2 separate regions of the Ovis aries genome follow, and region 1 is linked to region 2. A link is a contact called in public Hi-C data. All regions are on one chromosome and are shown on one strand. Each heading gives the region's core, a stretch centred on a gene start, on an enhancer-like site or on the middle of the called end of the contact. The rest is flanking DNA. Distances are from core to core; before and after follow the strand shown. Region 1 overlaps CPNE5 (copine 5). Region 2 has its middle 29 kb from the start of PXT1.

Region 1 (7,661 bases), core at 2,517-5,016, 330 kb before region 2:
GTATGAGAAGTAGGTCCCATTCTCCAGGACCCTGCTCTTTGCTGGGTTACAGCTGGGTTTCTGGCCCCATGGGTGACACTCGGCTCTTCCCAGGGCCCCACCATCTCTGCTGGCATGGACCCCTGGAGCAGAGGAGCTGGGCAGAACTGGAGCCCGGGGTAGGGACGTGGGAGGGGGCGGGATGGGTATGAACAGCCTGGCCTCGTGTCCGTGTTCTCAGTAGCGCCCTTCCCTTGCAGCCACGACTTCATTGGGGAGTTCACCACCAGCTACCGGGAGCTGGCCCGTGGGCAGAGCCAGTTCAACATCTATGAGGTGAGGTGGGCTTTGCTCTGACGATACATAGCTCCCACAGTCTCTGAGGCCCACAGGGAGCCCGGGCTGGGGTCTTTGCATCTTCTCCTGTGAGGTGGGTGTTATTGTCCTATTTCACAGTTCAAGAGACTGAATCTCCAAGAAGTAAGGGGACTTGACTCAAGTTCAGAAAGTGGCAGAAGAGGCCAATGATCTAAGTTTATCTAACTCCAGATCATTGAGTTATATTCCATACCCCCAGCCCCAAAGAGAGCTCTTCCAACCACGCAAGGGGAGAGAAATGTAGGTGGGGCGGGAGGTGGGGCCCAGTATCAGCAGGTTCCTGCCTCCAGACCTGAGGTCCTGAGTCCTGCCTTTCATCGGAGCAGTTGCAGGGCCTGCAGAATGTATTCTCTGTCCTAGAAGGAAAGAGAGGGACAGGAGCCGGGGTGCCTCCATCTAGACGGGAACCTTGGACAAGATGCCCAGTCTCTTGGCAGATAAGAGCGTCTGCCCTCAGGATAGTCTCTACACTGAGCCTCCACCTGCATGCGCTCTTCCCTTGGGATACGCTCCCAGCCTCACACATCCAGTTCAGGCCCTGCTCTCTGCCACAGAAGTGAGGCAGCTCCATGGACAGCACAGTTCATGCCAGACACTGAACTGCAGATGCTTGTAGCCCTCGTTTACGGCCCAGGGTTCCTATCCCAGCTCTACCGTGTATAAGCTGGGTGACCCTGGTTGAGCTCCTGCCCCATTCTGTGCCGTGCACACTGAGAATTAAATTACTAGAACCACGCCTGGCCCCTGGTGAGCATTACGTCAGTGCTATCTCCTAGTATCATCTGTCGAGAGCCTGGGTGCCAGGAGATTTACATTTCACAACCGTCCTACGAGCTGGCCCTGTCCTCACATCGCTCAGCGAGTGAAGTCGCAGAGCTGGCTTTGACTCCCATCACCGACTCTGAGTCCCTCTTTACGTTGCTCCCTCAGCCTGTATCTCTGTCCCGAGTGGACAGGTCTTGTGTTCCAGCTGGACCAAAGCACCCCAAGGGCAGACTAAGTGACAGCCCTTTCTGTTGCCCTATTCACGTTGGCCTGGGTCCTCCTAGGCACACAGTAGGTGCTTCTTATACACCCACGCTGAATTCAGTTCAACAAGGCTATTTGTGAGAATGGAACATGGATGAATTGCTTTGTAGGAGCTCTGACACTCACAGTTAATTGCTTTGTTTTCGGCAAGGACAAAGGACGGAGCTGTCTCTTTTCTCCCACCCACGCAGCAGGCCCCGTCTTTCTCTGGACTCTTTTTTTTAATTCCTTTATTTTTGGCCGTGCTGGGTCTTTGCTGCTGTGTGGGCTTCTATCTAGTTGTGGCGCACTGGCTTCTCAGCACGTGGGCTCTAGAGCACAGTTGTGACGCAGGAGTTTAATTGCTCAGCTGCATGTGGGATCTTCCTGGATCAGGGATCGAACCCATGTCTCCTGCATTGACAGGCAATTCTTTACCCCTGAGCCACCAGGGAAGCCCCTCTCCAGACTCTTATTTACTCATTTTTTGGCCATGCCACACGGTTCATGAGATCTCAGTTTCCCAACCAGGGATTAAACCCCACCCTCTGCATTGGAAGTACAGAGTCAACCACTGGACCACCAGGGAACTCCCTAGAGTCCTCTAAGAAAATTTTTAGGGAAGGGAAGGGAAGGGGTCTGATCTCTTGGAGTCTGGCCTTCTAAGGGTGCTTGACAGGCTCAGATGAGGCCACGATCTCTCAGGCTTAAAGCAGGAAAGGTTAGATCGACTTGTTTTCTCGGTCGTTGAGCCCTGCTCCCTTGCAAACAAGAGAAACTGCAGCACTGGCAAGCCAAAGTGCTGTCTCACACACTGGAAGCGCCGGCAGGTAGAAAAGGAATTAGATTCTGGCTGCCGAGCGGCAGGCCTGGCACTGTGGAGGGCATCTCTGGGAGGCTGGTTTGGGCTCAGGAAGGCCCTTCTAGTGTCTGAAGTGCCTGAAGAGGGAATAGGCTTCTGCCAGGAAAGACCCTCATCTCAGGCTCTGGCGTCAGCCTAGGTGTCCATCGCACATGCCCAGCTGTATGTGGCCGCTCCTCAGACTTAGCCTCCTAAACTGAATGCGCCGGCTAGAGCCCCTGCCGCCCTCCTCTCCTCTGGCCAGCCGCTTCCCCCTCCTGTGCCATCATCGTGGGGACCACGGCCCCTGGGGAGGCATCCCTGATGCCTTCTGCCCCGCATCCCACACCCAGTCCACGGCTGAGTCCTGCTCCTCCTGCCACCTGGATATTCTGAGGCTTGTCCCCTTCCTTCCTGTCCACCCCCACCATCACCATCTCCCCCGTGGGGGTGGGGGGCTTTGCGACAGCCTCCTAATGGCCTTTCCACTTCTACTCAGTAACCCAGAGCTGCCTACAAAATGGTAATCGACCACACTGCTGCCCTGCTTACTACCTGGCTGTTCACTTCACCCGCTGTCTCAGCCTGGTTCGCCCCAGGGAGCAGGGAGCCTCCACCCCAACTGATGTCCGACAGGGCCCTTTACCTACAAGGAAAGGCCGAGCTCCTTCACAAGAGGGTCAAGCCCCCGCGACCTGCAGTGTCTGTGCAGCTGAGGTGGGGGCGTGTATGAGCGGCCGTATACATCACAGCTCTAGGAGCCCCTGGGGTCTGGCCCGCTCCCCGTCCCTCTGCCCACCCTCGCTTTCAGCCCATTATGCCATCTGAGGCTCTCTGAACCTCCATCTGGCTCGGTCTCTGTGGCTTCATTTGTGCTGGTGCCTCCCCGGGGCTCCCTTTGCTCTTCTTGACCTGGTTGGGCCTCTACCGGGCCTCAGAGACAGCCTGTGATGCTCCTCCCCCAGGAAGGCCCTACCTGCACACCCACCAAGTCTGAAGAGGGTGCTCCTGTTCCCTCCTCCCCCACTAAAAGCAGGCCTGTTACCTGTTTATCATACTATGTGTGTGCGTGTGTGCTAAGTTGCTTCAGTCGTGTCTGACTCTTTGTGACCCCGTGGACTGTAGCCCACCAGGCTCTTCTGTCCATGGGATTCTCCAGGCAAGAATACTGGAGTGGGCTGCCATTCCCTCCTCCAGGGGAATCTTCCTGACCCAGGGATTGAAGCCACATCTCTTAGGTCTCCTGCACTGGCAGGCAGGTTCTTTACACTAGCGACACCTGGGCAGCCCTTATCATACTTCCTCCCTCCCCTCCCCCCTCCTCCCTCCCCTCCCCACCCCCCCTCCCCAAAGACCATGACATCCTCAGGGGTGGGGACGATGTCTCGCTCACTGTTGTGTCCAGAGCCCGCAGAGCTCCTGGTCCTGGGAGCCACTCAGTGCCTCCTTGCACAGGAGGGCAGACCCCCTACCAGCCCTGGGGACCCTGAAGACGCTGGGGACGTGAGGAGAGAGAGGAGAAAGCTTCGAACTCCAGCCCGGGAGTGGGGAGGTTGCTGGCCCCTAGGGGGCGCTGGTCCCCTGCACGGCGTCTGGGGCCGCTTAGGCTGGAGAGTCTGGTACATGGGGAGGGGGGGAGGGGGTGTGCATGCCCAGTGGTGGTGGAAACCCCAGAACAAACAGGATGTTTTCTCAGTGCCCACTTCACAGGAAGATCTGAGAACAAAACAGTGCTTTAATATTGAAACAGTTATAATTAGAGAGTGCATGTGGTACAGGCTAATTTAAAGATAACAGATGACTTCAAAGACATATGCTTGTGGCCAGGTCTTTTGGTGATGCCCAGACCCCCAAGAGTCCATGTGCATTCCCCTCTGGTGGGAGAGCTGCTCTGGAGTAGATGTTTGAGTTGCGGTAAATACTAGAAGCCCCACACCCTCATGGGACAGACTGAGAGATCCAGGAACAGTGTAGTCTCGGGGCTGCAATGTGCCCCCGTCTCAGCAGCTTGCCTAGGGAACTGTCGTCCTACGAACACGCCAGGCAGCACCAGATCCTCTGCGTGGCCTTCAGGCCTGTGGCGGTTCTGAGGTTTGTGCTGGGTTTGTCCCGCCAGACTTCTCTCCCCCGTTCCTGCCTGCACAGCTTGCCAGACCTCCCACCTGAACTTCCCACCTGGGCCTAAGCTCCAGCTCTTTCTTCCTTCTGCGTCTCCCTAGTCACCCTTGGCTTCCTCCTTCTCTTCTGCCCCAGGGCCACACCCAGCCCCTGCAGAAGCGCTCCTTCTTACCTGGTAACTGGGTTTTATTGTGTGTGTGTGTTTTTTTCCTCGGCAGGTGGTAAACCCAAAAAAGAAAATGAAGAAAAAGAAATATGTGAATTCGGGCACAGTGAGTAGCCACTCCCTCTCTGAGGCGGATGTAGACTTCCTGAGCCCCGAGCTAGGTCTGGTGGTCTGTGCGGCTTTGCTGCAGGGTGTGGGAACCAGACCTGGGGGTTGGGGGTGGGGAGGAGTGGGGCTGACGGAGCAGTGGGGGTCCGGGGGGACGGGCCCTGTGATGTAGGATGAAAAATCCCAGAGAGAAACTCCCGTGGGGGGCTCTTGCTGCAGGAAGGAAAAGGACTCGAACTTATTGGGCTCTTACTCTGGGAAATTCCCCGTTGGGGTGCTTTTCACAGGTTGTTTCCTTAAGAGGCAGGCATTATCATCCCCTCGTCACAAGAACGGAAACCAAGGCCCAGGCAGGGAAGTGACTCAACCAAGGTCACAGAGCTGGAAGGTGGTAGACAGAGCAGTGAGCACAACAGTTAAATCTGCAGCTTGCAGCTGCTGTGGACACGGCCTCCTTAACCAAGACCATCCTGGGATCACACTGGCCCAGCGGCTTCCGGGGGCTGATCCTCAGCACACTCCTGCATTTCTTCAACAAATATTTACTGTGTGCTCCCAAGTGCCAGGCACTGTTTGGGGCAAGAGGGAATAAGACTGATGCAAATCCCTGCCCCCCTGGTACTTATTGTCAGGTTGGGGGGTGGGGGACAGAAGACAAGTGCTCCCGCAAATACCTGTGTGTGCCAGGTGGTTGGGGGTGCTGTGGAAACAAAGTATAGTGAAGTGTGGAATCTAGAAAAATGACATAGACGATCTTACTTGCAACGCAAATATAGAGACAGACATAGGAAACAAACAAATACCAAGGGGGAAGGCTGGGATGAATTGGAAGACTGGGGTTTACATATACACACTATTGATACTATGCATAAAACAGATAACTCATGAGAGCCTACTGAATAACACAGGTTCTGTGGTGACCTAAATGGGAAGAAAATCTGAAAAAGAGGGGATATATGTAAACATATAGCTGGTTCACTTTGCTATACAGAAAAACCTAACAACATTGTAAAGCAACTATACTCCAATAGAAGTTAATTTTAAAAGTATAGTGAGATAAATCAATAGAGAATGCAAGGGCCCAAACTTGCTATTTTATATAAAATAGCCAAGGAAAGCTTCTCTGAGAAGATAACCTTTAAGCAGAAATTTAAGCAAGGTGAGGGAGTTAAGTATTAAGGATATCAAGGAAAAAGAGTTCTAGCTGTAGGGATCAGCATGTGCAAAGGCCCTGAGGTGGAGCCCACCAAAGCATTTATAGAACAAACCGATGTCTTAGCAGCGCAAACATACCCAAGTCTGCGCCCTTCATGTCCCTCCCACTCTAGAGGGCCACTGCCCCAGAGCGGATACAGCCAAACGCAGCCATTTGAGTCAGGCCAACGGCAACTCTAGACCAGACGAGGCCACAGGCAGGGGCCCCCAGGATTCCTCCCAGGAACCTTTTCTCCATCTGTAAAATGGGTCTAATATATCATCCCTACCCTGTTGAAGGCACAGGGTGGCTGTGGCAGACACATGGGAGATGCAGGACTGTAAGCTGGACTCTGCTGACCACCACTTCTCTGATTATAGCTGCTTCACATGCAGACATGGAGTAATACTTCCTTTGTCCAAAGGTGCAGGGTTTCTCAGTGGGGATGTTGTCAGCATTGGGGGCAGAATAATTCTTTGTCTTACAGGACTTCCCCATATGTGGTGGGATGCTTAGCCTCCCTGGCCTGAGCCCATAGCTAGCAGTAGAACCCCAGTCATTGTGAGACCCCAAAGCTCTCCCTCATGTTCCCAAATGCCCCTTGAGAGGGCAGCACCTTCCCCAGCTAAGAAATATTAGATGTACAGCTAAAATAATAATAATAATAATAAGGTATGAAACCCACTGATCTCATCCAGCTTTCTTGCTTTAGTGATAAAGAAACTGAGACCCAGAGAGGGGACATGATGCCTCAGGTCACAGTGAGTTAGGGAAGGGGCAGGGCTAGGCCCAGGTCTCCTGACTTTCCTTTGATCCAGCATTTCCCAATCTTTACCATTAAAAAAAAAAAAAATCACTCAGGGTTCAGGATCCCTATTAAAATACAGATGCCCAGGCCAGTTCCCTGGGGTTCCATTTTAGGAAACCCAGGCTGGGAGCCCAGGAATCTATATTTAGTGCTTCTCAGACCTTACTTGCTATGTGCAGGATTTCCTGGGGATCTTGCTGAAATGCCAAGAGTCTGCATTTCTATCCAGTGATGCTGATGCTGCTGTTCAGGGACCACCCTCTGAGTACCAAGTCCCTGAGTCAATTCATATGGCCAGCCAAGTTCAGCAATTAATTGCTTCATCCCAGGGCCTGAAGTGGAATTCAACCCTGACTGCATGTTAAACTCAAGTGAGGAGCCAGAAATAAACCAGAGCCATATCCCTACTCCAGAAAGCCTGATGATATTGGTTTGGGGTCTTCAGTCCAGCCACAAGATGTTTTGAAAGCTTCCCGTGGAGTCTAATGTTCATAGAGGAGAGGCCACTGCCACAGTCCACTCCTAGACACTAGGGAGGCTTTGTCCGTCCACAGCGAATGGGGGTCTCCAAGGCCCAACTCAGTACTCACAGACTCTCCATCATTTGGGCTAATGCTCATCCGCTTTGTCAAGGGGAAGCCCTCCCTGGTCTCCCCACCGAGTTGATAAAGATGACTGAATCTGTACCAGTAGGGGGCGCTACAAATCCTAGAGTGGAATTCTCTGACCCTGGTAAAGTGTCCCCCGCCCCATTCTTGCCTCATTTAATTGACTTTGCCAAGATTGAAGGCAGGATGAGAAAGGGATGACAGAGGACGAGATGGTTGGATGCGATCACCAACTCGATGGACATGAGTTTGAGCAAGCTCCGGGAGCTGTTGATGGACAGGGAGGCCTGGGGTGCTGCAGTCCATGGGGTCGCAGAGTTGGACACGACTGAGCAATTGAACTGAACTGAACTGCCAAGCTTTCATTTGTCTCCACGATCCTAAATCATTATCATAACCCACTGCCAGGTAGTTGCCTGTCTTGGGAAAGCTGATGCCAAAGCTGCCAGGGG
Region 2 (7,148 bases), core at 1,761-4,260:
TCCAGCCAAATACAGAAAACCAGACCCCTCTGACTCAGGTATTGTAGTTTTGAATTTGGGGGCTGTTGGTCTCAAATATCACAGAATAGGGAACCACATTCAAAATGCAATTGGCAGTTGGTCCCTAGAGTTCCTGGCAGTCCTGGTTGCCTGTGCAGGCCTGCCCTGACACCTGCATGACACCACACGCAGTCTCTGAGCTTTACACCATGCAGCTTTTAAAAAATTAACTATTTTATTTTTTGGCTGTGTGGGTCTTCACTGCCACACACAGGCTTTCTGTGTGGTGAGTGGGGGCTACTCTTGGTTGCAGTGCACACGCTTTCTATTGCAATGGCTTCTCTTGTTGCAGAGCACGCGCTCCAGGGCAAGTGGGCTTTAGTAGTTGCAGCACGTGGGCTCAGTAGTTCCTGCTCTTGGGCTCGAGAGCATTGGCTCAGTAGTTGTGGAGCCTGGGCTTACTGGCTCCATAGCATGTGGGATCTTCCCAGACCAGGGATCAAACCTGTGTCCCTTGCATTCCAAGGCAGATTCTTAACTACTGGACCATCAGGGAAGCCCCGGCAAGTAACTTTTTGTGTCTCCCTTCTGCATTATCAGACTGATCTCCCTTGGAGACTCTAAAGTCCTACTGCTATCCTCCACACATCCTTTTCTTTGCATTCATGCTAGGAATAGGTGTGTTATCATTAAAATGACATCTGATTCTGCTCTCTGCCTGTCCCTGACTACTGAGGCATCCTGCCACATGTTTATTAGTGGATCCGCTCTACTGCAGAGCTTCTCAACTGAGCGGTTTTTTCTCCCTCCCCAGGGACATATGGCAACGTCTGCAGACATTTTTGGTTATCACAACTCGTGAGTTGGGGAGGGGTGAGGCTGGCATCTAGTGGGTAGGCACCGGGGATGCTGCTATGTATCTTATAAAGCGCCCACAGCAAGGGGCTGTGAGACCCAGTGTCTACAGTGCTGAGGTTGATAAATCCTGCTGCACTGTGAACTGCTGGGAAGGTTCTTTGTCTTTAAAAAAAAATCAATTTAGAGATGCTCTTGACCGGTCACAGGCATTTTACTGTTTAAATAATGTATTTACTTGTCTGTGCTGGGTCTTCTCTCCAGTTGCGGCACATGAGCTTCTCATTGCAGTGGCTTCTCTCGTTGCAGAGTCCGGGCTCTGGGGAGCACACGTTTCAGCAGTTGTGGCACGTGCGCTCAGTAGTTGCGGCCCCCCCCACCCCGCCCCGCCCCCGGCTCTAGAGCACAAGCTCAGTGGTTGTGGCACATGGCTTAGGTGCCCCGCAGCATGCGGGATCTTCCCAGGATTCGGGGATCAAACCCGTGTCTCCTTGGGTTGGCAGGCAGACTCCTTACCACTCAGCCACCCAGGGAAGCCCGCAGGCATTTTATCTGCCATCTGCATTGCAACGGGAAATTTTGGAATTCCCCCCAATCCATCCTCTTTTCATTTTGTTTATGGTATCTTTGGACACACGTATAAAAATTAATGCAGTCACATATGTGCTTCACTTTTTATTACAGTCTCTGAGTTTCCTGTCCTGGTTGAGTCTCTGCTACCCTTGTTCAGGGCACATGGTTTTCTATTTCCAGTTCTGTTAGGGTTGCTATTTATTGTTCAATTCATTAGGCCTTAATCCATCTGGAACTGATTTTTGTGACTGGTGGGAGGTGAGGGTCCAAAGACAGATTTTTTTCCAGGTAGAGAGCCAGCTGTGGTTTTATCATACCTCAAATTAGCTATCCTTCCCCACTAAATTAATGTCACACACACATATACGGCACCCTCTTCTTTTCCAGTGATACTTGTCAATCTTTGGTTAGTACCATCAGATCCTGATTATGTGGTTTTGTAGTACCACAAAGGCCAACTCTCACTTCTATTCCTTTTTTTTTTCCCCTTAAATAATTTTTGGGTCAATTCAGACATTTCTTCTTTCTTAGGTCTTCAAATAAATAACGGAAGCCTCTTCTTCCTCCCATGCTGGGTTTTGTTGCTCAGCTTTCTGTTTGTAGCACAGTGCACTTTTCGTCTGCGTCGCTGGTGAGGACTGTGACAGTCATTGGTTCCTGGAGTCCCTCCTGCCAGCCGCACTCTGTGCCCTGTCCCAAGCAGCAGCATGGTGCCTGGCACGTGGCTGGAGCTGGAATAAACGAAGGAATGTATGATGCAGATCTTTTTTTTTTTTTTTTTTCCCAAACAGGAAAACTAGTTCTCTCTTTTGTGTTGGTTTGGGACCTGGCAGTCAGAGGTTGGCTTAGTCCTTGTCATTGTCGAGGGGTGGCCTCAGACAGTCGTTTCTCTCCTCTGCTTCGGTTTTCTTACCTGTCAGGCTGGACCTGATGAGCCCTGAGCACCTTCCACTCTCACGCAGCTGGGGGTGGGGAAGTGATGAAGAGCTCTAGGGAGACGCACCACGCAAACGGAAACGCTGGGTTGACTTATCGCAGGCACAGTGCAGGGGCCTCCATACTTTTAGGGGCCCATGAAAATGGCCCACTGTCTTTTAAAAATTGGAAGAAAACGAAGTCATCCCTTTTAAGTCACATGATCTGGCTTTAGGTCCGATCCCCCTAGAAAGGGGCGGGGGGAGGGAAGAGGAAGAGGCTCAGATGGGAAGGGATGGGTTTTTGCCTGCTCCATGTTCACGACCACAGCCGCGTTTTCCAGATGCCAACACGCACGCAGGCCTGTAGCTTAGAAACTGCAAGCCCAGGAGTCAAACCCAGTATTTCTGGGCCGAGCCCCGCCTCCGGGGAAACAAAGGGCAGTCACACCGCAGGCTTCCTCTCAGGCTGCCCAACCACTGCGCCACCCGACCAAGCTGGAAGTGTCCCCATCGGGTGCTGAAGGTAGACCTCTGGGCCCTCTGTGAGGCGAGGCAGTTTGGGCCGGGGTAGAAGTTCCCGGTACCCAACCCCTCCTCTCTGGGCACGTCCCTGGGATTCCACCCGCCCCGGCTCCAGCTCCTTTCCCAGCCTGGAGGGCCGGCCCGAGAGGCTCTGCTGGCGCTCTGGCGCCCTCCAGTGACCATCTGCTCTAAGGCCCGCTCTCAGCCCTTCCCCCTCCCTCCCTCCCCAGCCCTTCCCCCTCCCTCCCTCCCCAGCCCTTCCCCCTCCCTCCCTCCCCAGCCCTTCCCCCTCCCTCCCTCCCCAGCCCTTCCCCCTCCCTCCCTCCCCAGCCCTTCCCCCTCCCTCCCTCCCCAGCCCTTCCCCCTCCCTCCCTCCCCAGCCCTTCCCCCTCCCTCCCTCCCCAGCTCCGGGCAATCTGCTGCCTGATTGCTTCCTCATCTCCCTCCAAGCACAAAGAAGTGACCTGCGGAGGGGGGCATTTCTCTTTCAAAGCCTCCCAGGTCACTTGCCCCTCCCTAGCCCACCCCACTACTTTAAGTCAGTCAGCTTTAAATCAATCAGCATCGCCTGAAATCACATGAGCTGGCTTTAAATCAGTCAGTCACTATGGAGAACAGAATGGAGGTGCCCCAAAAAACTAAAAATAGAGTTGCCATGGGATCCGGCAGTGATACTCCTGGGCATATATCCAGGGAAAACTCTCATTCGAAACGCACTTCAGTGTTCACACCAGCACTAATTACAATAGCCAAGACATGGAAGCAACCTAAATACCCATCGACAGATGAATGGATAAAGAAGATACGGTATACAACTAATATGGAATATTACTCAGCCATGAAAAAAGAACAAAATAACGCCATTTGCAGCAATGAGTGGACCTAGAGATTATCATATTAAGTGAAGTAAGTTAGACAAAGACAAACGCCATATGGTATGACTTACATATAGAATCTAAAATATGACACTAAAAAACATTTACACGAAAAGAAACAAACTCATAGACATAGAGAACAAACTCAAGGTGAGCAAAGGGGAAAGGAGGGAGGGATAAATTAGGAGTTTGGGATTAGGAGATACAAATTATTATACATAATAAATAAACACAAGGTACTACTGTAGGAAAAAAACAGGAAGAAGCCCCCTCCCCCCAGTGTGTGTGCACACACACTCATATTCTCTCTCTCACATACATACACACACACTCACACACTAACGCCAGCCCAGGCACTGACTCTGAGGTCACAATGAACAGGCTGCAGAAAGCAATTTCACTGCCAGGCATTCTGATAATACAGTTATTGAAACCGCTAGCTGACAACAGTTAATGCAGTAACTAAGATAACTTGGCCTAAAAGCTTTGATTTAAAATTACCCTGGCATGTGTATACTGTCTAATTATTCTCTCCCATGATCTACCCTCTCATTAAAGTCAAATTTCTTTGTGAGAAATTCTACATTTTGCACCACGATTGGGAAGAAGCCACATGCACTCACCTGCTCATGACAGGGGTGGGCTATCAGAGGAGCTAAAGGGGAACGGCGTGTCCTGTCCTCCCAGGTGCGGGGAGATCCGTCTCTGCAACAGACCACACCCTCCTTCCCAGCTTTCCCTTAGGAAAGGACCGGTGGAAATCTACTACACCTGCATCAGCTGAGGACCCCAAACAACTAGGTGCCTAAGTGGGAGGGAGGTGCCCATGGGGCTGGAAGAGGCACCTCGAACTCAGAGAAAACTCAATAAGCTGGCATCCAATTCACTTCTCCACCGGTGAGAAAGCCCAGGCTGACCTGCTGGAGACCAAACACCAAGCCGGTGGCAGCAGTGGGAACAGAAACTGTTTTCAGCGCAAAGCTGCTCTCACTGCGCCTGCCATCACGTCTCCTTCTAACTCACGGTTTCCTGGCACATCCCCACCTAGCAGAGCTCCAGGCGTGGTGTGTGGCTCCTGGCATGGAGATGCTGTTGGCTGGACCAGGCTTCTGAGGCCACGCTCCAGGGTGGCCCCTGGCTGTTGGGCGGTTCTCTTTTGTCTGCATCTCTAGCCAGCTGCCTGCCAGGCCCTCGGCCAATCTAGGATTCTGCGATGGGGTTGGGCACCTGACGAGGCTCACCTGTGGGAGGAGGGTCGTGGCCAAGGCTTCTGTTGGCAAGCTCTCGGCCAGTGTCTGAACAAACAGCATCCTTGCTGTGTGTGTAAACCCTCAGAGGTACTGCGATACTGTTTTTTAAACATAAGCCCCACTTGGCATATTTCGGAGATAAATTCCCCCATTAAAGTTCTGGGATGACATGCATTTAGAATGAGCAGGAAGACACAGTATGCTCACAGATGATCTATTACTTGGGGGACTTTAAAACTCTCACCAGAAATCATTCACCCTCTTCACCCTTTTGGGCATCAGCACAGGCAAGGCTTGGCTGCACTCTGTATTTATCCCTGTGATTTCTCTAGACTCTTTCCTTCCAGGAAGAATCTCTGGCCTCTGCAGGGACTGAGTGGTGACAGGTAACTCTGAGGCTGAAATGCTGGAATAAGAGAGACAAGGTCTGCAAACATTTGGATAGCTGGGGCAAAGGAGATTTCTCTGTGGAGAGGTGTAAACACAAGTACTGAGGCCTGGGCATGGGGCAGTCAGGTGCCCTGACTGAGGATGAGAGGCCAGACAGGAGATGCCCTGAGGGGCCTTCTGCCGAGAGGCAGGGCAGTGAGTGCAGTTTCCGCCGGGAGGTGGGGAACACATGGGTCAGGTCCTTTTTCTGACTGATCCTGGGAAGCGGGTCAGCTCCCGGCTGATAAGCCCAGGGCGGGTCTGGGACTGTGTGGCCTGGTCAGGAAAGGGTGGATCCTGGCAGTCCAATGGTTGGGACTCCTCACTCTCACTTGGGTTCAATCCCTGGGCGGGGAACTAAGACCCCACATGCTGTGTGGGGTGAGGGTGGGGTGTGCAAAAAGAAAAAGAAAAAAAGGAAGGGGATATCCTGAGTTCCAGCAGAATCTTTGTGGGGAAGGTTCTTCACAGGAAGCCATTTCTCAGACACAGAGGGTGAGGAGATTTCTAGACCTTCGGGTCACCTTCAACATTGTTGAAAGGCAGTGGGCTGTGGAGGGGACAGGAAGGGGAGACGCTCAGACCCTGGGCTGTAACAGGTTGGAAGGAAACACAAATGCATCTCAGGGGTCAGAGAGGCAGGACTGCTGCTGGCTGGTTGGGAAGTGCAGGCTGCGACCTCCCAGTTAAGTGAAGTGCATGCTCCCAGTTGGCAAGCCTGCAGAAGCCATTAAATTTGGAAAATCAAACTGAAATGGAGCCAAATAACCCATGACTTCTCCAAAAAATAGCTATAGAATAATTAATTGGAAACCACATGCACTCAAAAGACTGTAGACACAAACTTTACAATTTACACCAAAATTCACTAGAAATTGTTCACAAACACATTTAAAATGCAAAACGATAAAAACTCTTAGATGAAAACATAGAAGGAAATCTACATAAACTTGGGCTTGGTGAATTTTAACACAAAACCTCAATAGCCTATTCACAAAAGAAATAAAATTTTGAATGCGGACTTTAAAATTTTTAAACTATATGAAATATTCAGAAAACCGAAAGACAAGTCATAAATTGGGGGAAAAAATTTGCAAAATGCATATCTGATAAAGAATTTGTACAACTATAAAGCAAACACCTTCATTACAAATGAGTGAAGATTTGAACAGACACCTGGCCAGAGAAGATATACAGACAATAAGTAAGTGGACAAAATCTGATCAGCATCGTCTATACCATTAGAGAATGACAAATTCAAACAACAAGACAGGGGCTTCCCTGGTGGCTCAGCGGTCAAGAATCTGCCTGCCAATGCAGGGGATATGGGTTCAAGGCCTGGTCTGGGACGATCCCACAGGCTGTAGAGCAACTAAGTCTGTGTCCCGCAGCTACTGAGCCTGTGCTCCAGAACGCGAGCAGCCACTGAAGCGAGAAGCTCACACCCCACAGCTAGGGAGTAGCTCCTGCTGCTGCTGCTCCTGCTGCTGAATTGCTTCAGTCGTGTCCGACTCTGTGCGACCCCACAGACGCCCCTGCTTGCTGCAAATAGAGAAAAGCCCACGCAGCCACGAAGACCCAGCACAGCAAAAAAAAAAAAGGCACAACAATCTTAACAACAACAAGACAGCCCACCCCTACTAGGGCTGCTAACCTCCTCCCAAAATGACAAGATAAACTGGAGGAGGAGGAACAGCAGCAGCCCTCCTTCACTGCGGATGGGACTC

What was found. Hi-C and Micro-C count contacts between places; a contact is called where the count stands out from the background.
Region 1: a Hi-C map of liver shows a contact between it and region 2, with 3 times the contacts expected there. The contact joins two enhancer-like sites. A contact is called at or near these places in 2 of 16 Hi-C or Micro-C datasets (liver and tail adipose tissue).

Annotation. Positions count from the first base shown.
Region 1 is chr20:10,757,641-10,765,301 of ARS-UI_Ramb_v3.0, reverse strand. It overlaps CPNE5 (copine 5), which reads left to right. Exons shown (of 21, transcript XM_027958670.3): 12 at 240-315; 13 at 4,543-4,596. Among named protein-coding and RNA genes, the nearest start is that of RAB44, 63 kb to the right of the region's middle. Within about 2 kb of position 3,766, at least 4 of the 54 cell types and tissues checked have an H3K27ac peak or open chromatin away from gene starts, as enhancers often do. A contact at or near this core is called in liver, where this site is marked.
Region 2 is chr20:10,427,088-10,434,235 of ARS-UI_Ramb_v3.0, reverse strand. No RefSeq gene overlaps it. Among named protein-coding and RNA genes, the nearest start is that of PXT1, 29 kb to the left of the region's middle. Within about 2 kb of position 3,010, at least 27 of the 54 cell types and tissues checked have an H3K27ac peak or open chromatin away from gene starts, as enhancers often do. A contact at or near this core is called in liver, where this site is marked.